2 separate regions of the Sus scrofa genome follow, and region 2 is linked to region 1. A link is a contact called in public Hi-C data. All regions are on one chromosome and are shown on one strand. Each heading gives the region's core, a stretch centred on a gene start, on an enhancer-like site or on the middle of the called end of the contact. The rest is flanking DNA. Distances are from core to core; before and after follow the strand shown.

Region 1 (4,577 bases), core at 1,229-3,728:
GCTCACGGTAACCTGGATCCTCAACCCACTGAGCGAGGCCAGGAATGGAACCCGCAACCTCATGGTTCCTAGTTGGATTCGTTAACCACTGAGCCACAACGGGAACTCCTAATATCTAAATTTCTAACAATGGCATTAGTAATGTTAAAAAGCAAAATGAGATATATATTTAAATATAAGCTTGAAGGATATCAGGAAAGAATAACATGAACCAAGTCATAAATATCCAAAAAATGGAACTTAGCAGAAAGACTGTTGGTAAGTATATAAGGCTCTTATATCCGACCAAGAACCTAAAAGAAAAAAGGGTAAACATGCTGTGTTAGTGAAATGAATCTTATTTAGTTCTAAATCCCCTCACCTCAAATAAAAATCACCTCAAATAATAATGACACCCTCACATAACAGCTTTCACTTAGTGCTATTTGCACATTCCACACAGAAACAGTTATGTACAGTCATTGCCACATTTTACATGTGAGAAAACTGAAGCATCAGGACTCTCAGAGAGTGAATATGTTGGTTCTTACAACTAGTTTTTATACATTATTTCATTTCTAATCACTTTATATTTTCAATGAATCTTTTTAATTCCTATTGAAACATATCATATTTATATTTCTTTATTTTCAAATACTCCAAAATGCAAAAATTTAAATATTTGGAGATTCACCTTCATAATTAACAAGCTTTCTTCTAGAGGCTGGTAGTGTGTTTTTGCAACATACAGATGCACACGACCTTGAGCCCTTTCATCCCACCATCAGCTTGAGAAGCAGACACTTGATGCTAAACGACACTTGATGCTAAAGGTGCCACTAGTCATCAGGCACCACCCATCTCACTTGGGTCACAAGAAACTTGGAAGTCCACATATACTTTACCCAAATGTTTAGTGACATAGTTGCAAAAGAAAAAAAAATCTCTCTTTCACATGACTCAACATAGTAAATCTATGCATGAATACAATTTACCTGGATCTATTTTAAAATTTATACCAGGTTGATGATGGACATGACAGAGTTTTAAAAAGCTATCGAGATCATCGGAGTTCCCGTCGTGGCTCAGTGGTTAACGAATCTGACTAGCATCCCTGAGAACACAGGTTCAACCCGTGGCCTCGCTCAGTGGGTTAAGGATCCATCATTGCTGTGAGCTATGGTGTAGGTCGCAGACACCACTCAGATTCCGAGCTGCTGTGGCTGTGGTGTAGGCCAGTGGCTACAGCTCCAATTCAACCCCCAGCCTGGGAACCTCCAAATGCCATGGTATGGCCCTAAAGAAGGAAAAAAAAAAAAAGATCATAAGCGCAACTGTGATAAAATACCTGACAAGAACTAAAGATCCCAAACCTCAGGTACCCAAAAGGCTGCAGAATCAGCCAAACGGAGTCCATGTAACCACAGCACGGCCTACCTGAGATTTTGCAGCCAAATGTGTTTGACCTCATTAAGTGGTGCAGTGAACTACTTAGTTTTGAAGAGCCTGCTACTATGATCTGTCTAGGTATGACAGAGCAGCCTGGATCAATAAGCAACCTCCTGTGGAGCCTAATAATAGTGGAAGTTTACAGCTGCTTACTGCCATGAAATTGGGATGCTAGAGTAGGAGAAATAAAACAGAATGGATCAAGTTGCCGTATGAATTTGTCTTCCATGCAAACTGTGTCCATATGCTAAGCCTAGCTTATGAAGCCCCCAACTCAGAAACAAAAGTTTCCATGTAAATTTTACATAATGTGGGTTTCTATTAAAACAACAGAATCTCAAATGCCCCCTATCCTAGGTGCATACATATTGCCACTCTTTGCTTTCTCCATGGAATGCAAGAAAAAAGTGATGACTACAACTTGGCCTAAAATTTAGCCGAAGACCAAGTCAATCCAATCAGTGAAAAATGAATGAATATCTCTAAGTTACAAGCTTTCTGAAGAGCAGACAATTTTAGGCATTTTTCTACTTTTCAGAAATTTGAGAACTATGTGTAGATACTTATATTGCAACACGACAATGGGAGGAAAAATTAGGTATACAGGTATGTGTAACTTGGTCCCTATGCTGTACTGTGGAAAAATAAATAAAATTTGAAATAAAATAAAATAAAATAAAAAATAAAAATTCTGCTCATGAAAAAAGAAAAAAGAAATTTGAGCTGTTATTTACATTTGAATTCTAATTCTTTTCCAGCCTACTGTCTTGCTCTTGAGGAACCAAAATGGGAAAATTCCTCAATGCTCTGTCTTCTGTTGTGACATAAGCAGCAGTTCAGGCTATTCCACAAAATGCTGGTAAGCAAAAGGAGGACACAGGAATGCTCTTCATCACCCCCTGAAGAGAGCAACACAGCATCTCCTTTCAGCTTTGCTTTTATGGATCTTCAGTTTTTTGTTCCTGAAAATGTTCCACAGGAGAGACAAGCGTGTTGCTTGTATGGGCCTGACAGTCCAGGAAACAGTGATCAAGTGCCATGAAGAAAAAACAGCCCGTGATGCCGCAGAGTTAGTGAGGCATGGCCTTGCTGTGGAGGTGATGTTGGAACTGAGGCCCGAGTGACGTCTCCCGCTATACCATTATCTGCTATCAGAACACTTCAGACAGAGCCAAGGCCCTGGGTGGGAACAAGCCTGATGTGTGCTGGAAACAGAAAGGGGGCTGGAGGGCAGTAGAGGGAGATGATGTCAGAGGGGAGGGAACGGATCACATAACACCTCACAGGCCAGGAGTCTGGATGTCATTCCCAGAGCAAGAAAAAGCCACTGGAGGGCTTTAGGCAGAGAGAAAAGACAGAAACTGGTTTGCCTTTTTAAAGGACCACCCTGATTGCTAAGTGAGGAGGAATCCATGGGGAGAAGAGCCAGAGTCAGGAGACCAATTAGGAGGCTTGGCCTGGGGTGCCAGCTGGGGAGACAGAGAGAAGAGACCAACAGGAGTGGAGCAGGAAGAACTTGGTACCTCGCTGGATGTAGGAGGTGAGGAGAAGGGAAGAATGGAGGACAGAAATCCAAGGAGAAGACCCATGTTTCACGTGAGGACCAGATGACATTCTAACAAGGAAAGGGAGGTGAGAAGGAGAGACTAGGATGTGACAGGACTATTGAATACTGTGTGTCCGCCATGGTTTGAACCACTGTATTTGTATTAATTATGACAGAGGGACTGTCACAATTATCACCCTTGTTTTATAGATGAAAAAAATATCAAGGCACAGAGAGGTAAACCAACTTGTTCAAGGTCAGACTGTTACGTGGTAAAGCCTGACTTGAACCCAGTCTGACTCTTAACCAGCAACTATATATAATCATATATGAATATTTTCCTAAAAATAAACCATACCATAATTACTATTTCATAACATCCCTGATTTAATTAGGTTGTTTCAACTAAAAAACCTTAGGAGCAAAAATATCTAGCTTGAAATGAATTTTGATTTAGAGCGAGAAAAAAAATTTCTGAAAAATAAGCAAAAATGATTTAAGATGCAAAATAGTTATAAAAATCTCCCCATTACTTACCAAAGTTAACAATGCAAAAAGAGAGCTAGGATACTTACTTCCTACCAATAGTAAATTCAATTAAATTATTGGATTGGCCGATTTGCTTTCAGTCAAATTACATGCCACCACAGGACTTCCCTCCTACCCTGAGGACGTTTCTATGCAATAATAGTCAAAGTTCAATAAAGATCTGTGATTCCAATTAATCAGCAATAGAAATAAGTACTCAAATTTGAAATGCAATAACCAACATTGTAAAAACCAATATACATACCTTGGAAACAAAGATGTCAGAAAAAATAATGTTATTAGAAGAGATCCTTTTAAAAGCCAAGAATCTGAATTGAAGTCCAATATGTATCCAACAGCCCACATGGTAATCACAGAAAGCATCAGCAGCAGGAAGAGCTATTAAGAGATTCAGAAATTTAGAACTTTATGGATTGTACCTTCTAAGTATCTAGGAATAATTAGTTCAATACAACTACTTTCTTTCTTTTTTTTCTTTTTTTTTTTTTTTAATTGTCTTTTTGTCTTTTTCTAGGGCCACACCCGCGGCATACGGAGGTTCTCAGGCCAGGGGTCTAATCGGAGCTGTAGCTGCCGGCCTATGCCAGAGCCACCGCAACCCGGGACCCGAGCCGCGTCTGCAACCTACACCAGAGCTCACGGCAACGCCAGATCCTTAACCCACTGAGCAAGGCCAGGGATCGAACCTACAACCTCATGGTTCCTAGTTGGATTCGTTTCCGCTGCACCACAAAAGGAACTCCCCAACATAACTACTTTCTAAATACATAATAACAATGAATGCAACAGCAGAACACAGAGTTTTTCTTCAGAATTGCTGATTGATAAACGTGAAGTTTGAGAAATTACAAATCTTGGAAACGATCTTTCAAAGGCCTTACATTTCATAAAATGTTTCTTAAACATGTTTTGTTCTGCTTTCCTTCACTCCAAGAAATGGTGGTCTTTTAGTGTAAATGAGAGCTGACATTTAAAAAAAAAATTATTTCAAACAGTATTACCTATCGAAAAGCATAAAGCAAGACAAAAAGATCACACAAAAATCAATACACCC
Region 2 (4,577 bases), core at 1,020-3,519, 78 kb after region 1:
CAAGCACCTTTCGTGTCCACCAGAGCACTGTCGTTCTCGCAGGCAGAGGAGACCGGCTCAGAGCCATCACCCTTCCGCTAAAAATCAACAGAACCAGGATTCAAAACAGGACTCATCCCCCCGCCCCGCCCCGTGCCTCAGTGGTCCTGGCTGGATGGTGTTTGTCCTTCTACTCCACAGGTGCCTCCAGTTAGACCAATGATCACTCACCAACCAGCACTTTCTGGTCCCTTATTACCTCAAACACTTACCAGCTTTCATCCAACTGAATTGATATTTTCTTTAGTCTTACTCAGTTGGTTGGGAAATCTGAGTCATGGCCAAATACAAAATTCTGACCAAGAGAATATTAACTTATGACCCATTTGTCTGAAGATAATTTCTCTCTGGCTACCATCAGTGGAGACCTAAGTACAAGTTTCCTTAAGCGAGTCAGTGTAAACTGAGCAGAGCAGGAGAGGTATGGGAGGGAGCCAGGGTCCCTGTGCGTCTTCCCTCCCCCATCTCAAAACAGTATCTCGAAAGCCCATGGGAAAACATTTTTTCTACTCTCAGAAACACGAACGACCACAACACACGACAATATGCAAAAATACTGCAGATACTAGGCAAACTGTGAAATTTTAGTAGGGGTTCGAGAGTTTTACTCCTGAGAGTTTCCAGCCAGAAACTGAAAAAGAGGTTTATGGGCGCCCTCTCGTGGCTCGATCTGGAACTGCTGGACTGCTCTCAGCGGTCCCTGCTCGATGAGGGCGCTGAAGAAGTGAACAGGTGCGTTACGGGCCCCCTCCTCCGCCTTCGTGGAGTTTACATTCTAATTATATTCTAATGGAGTGTCTGTGCACAGAGAAAAGAGTGCAGCAGGTGACACAGAGCAAAGAGAAGCACTCCACGCAGTAAAGGTAGACTATTAGATACCTCTTGAAATACCCACATTGTGTGGGAGAGAAAACAGGGTCTGTTGCACACTTTCAGAATGTCGGATTCTCACCCAGCTCCCCGTTGTCCACTTCCCACATCTTTACAGCCACCTGCAGCCCATTAGCCTCCTTTCCTACAGCAGCTTCTTCATGGATCTCCTTTCCCCCTGCAAGGCAGTCTCCTCTCAGCATAAAAGTGATGTTTTTACTGTAAATGGATAATACCTCATCCTTGTTTCCAACTCTTCAATGGCTGTGCATTTAGAACAAACCCGACTCTTAAGCCATCCTTCCCCCACCTTCTGCTCCAGCCAGAGATGCTAACCTCTTTTCTGCCTCAGGGCTTTTGCACTTGCAGTTCCCTACACCAGGAATGCTCTTGCCCTGGTTCTTGACTGTCAAGTCTGGCTCCTTTTCAGCCTCCAGGGCTCAGCTTAAACCACTCACAGAAGTTCCCAGGTTACTCCAGATCCCATCACCATGTTGATTTCCTTCATAGTACCCATCCCAGCATGTAATTATTTTATTTTTTCTCTCTCTCTTTTTTTTTTCTTCCGGTCTTTTTAGGGCCACACCCGCAGCATATGGAAGTTCCCAGGCTGGGGTCAAATCAGAGCTGCAGCCACTGCCCTACACCACAGCCATAGCAACATTGGATACGAGCCGCATCTTCAACCCACGCCACAGCTCACAGCAACGCTGGATCAAGGTCAAGGAATTAAACCTGTGTCCTCATGGATACTAGTCAGATTCGTTTCTGCTGAGCCATGACAGGAAGTCCCTATTTGATTTTTTCTTATTTTCATTTTTTGCTTGCCTTTTTGTCTTTTTCCATAGAGTTTTGACCTCCATGACAGCAGAGGCCATAACACTTTTATCCACCCCTGCACCCTCCGTGCCTGGCAGAGTTCCCGGCACTCAAGTGGTATCTATGGAATGAATGAACAAGCCCCAGGAGACAGGAGCCCATAAGGATCTTAGCGATGATCTAGCCAGTAGCTTTCAAATTTTATTTCTGGCACAGACCCTCCTTCCAAATGAAATCTTATGCAGAACTTCAGAGCTGAGATAGCAGCCATGAGCTCTGGCCTCCTGGTTCAGTCTTCATGCCACCGAGAGCCCTGCCCAAGCCGAGGATGCCATGGGCTCTTGAGACAGCACACACACCCCCACCCCTGCGTGCCGTCCCACCCCAGGTGGCTGAGTTGAGCTGAACTGCCCCTCAGCCCAGCATTTCTCTGGCTGCTGCCTCTGCTTTGATCCTCAGAACAGAAGCAGGAGGGAACGTGGCATTCTGAATTGTCTTAAGCAGTTTCAGAAGCAGTTAAATGTTTTGGAGGAAATTTTCACACAGAAACATATCTGGGAACATGATGATTCACTGCTGGGGTGAGTGTTGGATCTATGGGTTTTACTTCAAAGAAGTGCAGAAGCAATTGTGGGCTCAGGCAAATTGATCTTGGGCAAGTTGCTTAACCTCTCTGTCCTTCACTTTCACCATCTGGAAAAGGGGGATGATAATGGTAGTCACGTCATATGGTTGTAGTGAAAATTATGAGTTAATAAATGTGAAGTGTGGAGTTCCCTTGTGGCAAGGCAGGTTAAGGATCTGGCACTGTCACTGCAGCAGCCTGGGTCACTGCTGTGGTACGGGTTCAGTCCCTGGCCCCGGAACTTTCCTATGCTGCAGGTGTGGCCAGAATAAATACATACATTTTTTAAATAAAAATAAATGCATAAATAGGAACTCCCACTGTGGTGTAGTGGGTTAGGAATCCAACTGAAAAAAAAAAAAAAAAAGGAGCGTTCCCATTGTGGAACATCAGAAACAAATCCGACTAGGAACCATGAGGTTGCAGGTTCGATCCCTGGCCTCACTCAGTGGGTTAAGGATCTGGCATTGCCGTGAGCTGTGGTGTAGGTCACAGACACAGTTTGGATCTGGCGTTGCTGTGGCTGTGGTGTAGGCCGGCAGCTGCAGCTCCGAGTCAACCCCTAGCCTGGGAACCTCCATGTGCTGTGAGTGTGGCCCTAAAGAGCAAAAAAAAAAAAAAAAAGAAAGAAAAAAAGAATCCAACTGCAGTGGCTCAGGTCGCTTCAGAGGTGCGGGTTTGATCTCTGCCTTGGCACAGTGGGTTAAATGATCTGGCATTGCTGCAGCTACAACATAGGTTGCAGCTGTGGCTCATATTCAGTTCTTGGCCTGGAAACTTCCATATGCCATGGGTGCAGACACATAAATAAGTAAACAAATAAATAAATAAGTGCTTATAGCTGTGCCCAGTACAGAGTAAGTACCACCAAAACAGAGACACTGTTCTTGTTGTTATTATTATTACTCTAGGGCTGGGTGCTGGAGAAGGAAGCCTGGGCTTCCTAGCTCTGAGTCTGCTAAGCTGGGGCCTGACTTGCCACGGATGGGCGATGACTGCAGCCCTCGGGCCTGTGGGGGAAATGCAGCAGGAAGGACCGGAACCACTGTTTCTCAAAGGTGCAGAATCTCAGAACATTCTCACACCATCTCAAGGAGAAAAATCTCTTGTTATCTCCTTTTCAGAAGTGAAGAAACCAGGAGTTCCTGTCATGGTGCAGCAGAAATGAATCCGACTAGGACTTCCCCTGTGGCTCACAACATAACTACTCAGCGTTGCTTCTACAGAAACAAATCCAACTAGGAACCATGAGGTTGTGGGTTTGATCCCTGGCCTTGCTCAATGGGTTAAGGATCCGGCGTTGCCTTGAGCTGTGGTGTAGGTCGCAGATGTGGCTCGGATCCTACGTTGCTGTGGCTGTGATGTAGGCTGGCAGCTACAGCTTCAATTGGACCCCTAGCCTGGGAACCTCTATATGCCGTGGGTGCGGCCCTAAAAAGACAAAAGACAAAAAAAAAAAAAAAAGAAGTGAAGAAACCAAGGCTTAAAAAGGTTGCAAGAGAGACCCCAGGTCCCATGGCCAGGAGTAGCTAACTCCAGGGCTCCAGCCGGGCCTGGCAAGCAGGGGCCTGGTCCCCGTGGCCACTGTGGGAGGCTGCAGAGGCTGGAAAGGGGAGGATGTGTCCCTACTGTTCCCCAAGTGGTCATATCCAGAGATGGCAGAGAGGTGCCTCGCAACCCCCCAGACTTACCCATGGACACAGGGGAGCCTGCCAGGGCTGAGAGGAAGGTGCCTCCCTGAGTTGTAGCCAAAGGGCTGGGCTCTGGGGGAGGGGGACAGGGGGAGGACTCTGATGGAATGAGCACTAGGCCAGGAGTCGGGACCCAGATTTGAAGCCTGGCTCCCTGAGCAAATCCCAGCACCCAAAACAGGGCCTGCCAGGCAATGGGTATTCGCTGAACAAATGGATGAATGAACCGATAAATGAATGACACAGTCCCTGCTCTCAGGGCGGTTCCAACCTGGAGGACAGACTCATAAATGTGGAGCATAAATGCGGAGCAGGATGTGCTGTGTCAAGCCTGTGGGGCAGTGAACAGGGGCTATACGATTCAGCCAAGGAAACTGCCCCTGTGAGCTGGGACATACTCTAAAAGGGGAATTCAACTGTGTCTGAAGGATAAAGGCAGGGAGTTCCCATCATGGCTCAGTGGTTAACGAATCTGACTAGGAACCATAAGGTTTCGGGTTCGATCCCTGGCCTCGCTCAGTGGGTTAAGGATC

Evidence for each region. Hi-C and Micro-C count contacts between places; a contact is called where the count stands out from the background.
Region 2: a Hi-C map of fetal heart ventricle shows a contact between it and region 1, with 5 times the contacts expected there. The contact joins two enhancer-like sites. A contact is called at or near these places in 5 of 47 Hi-C or Micro-C datasets (alveolar macrophages, embryonic fibroblasts, fetal heart ventricle and 1 more).

The regions. Positions count from the first base shown.
Region 1 is chr2:40,273,738-40,278,314 of Sscrofa11.1, forward strand. It overlaps ZDHHC13 (palmitoyltransferase ZDHHC13), which reads right to left. Exons shown (of 17, transcript XM_021083254.1): 9 at 3,768-3,901; 10 at 193-293. Among named protein-coding and RNA genes, the nearest start is that of ZDHHC13, 34 kb to the right of the region's middle. Within about 2 kb of position 2,479, at least 2 of the 83 cell types and tissues checked have an H3K27ac peak or open chromatin away from gene starts, as enhancers often do.
Region 2 is chr2:40,352,177-40,356,753 of Sscrofa11.1, forward strand. No RefSeq gene overlaps it. Among named protein-coding and RNA genes, the nearest start is that of MRGPRX2, 19 kb to the right of the region's middle. Within about 2 kb of position 2,270, at least 1 of the 83 cell types and tissues checked has an H3K27ac peak or open chromatin away from gene starts, as enhancers often do.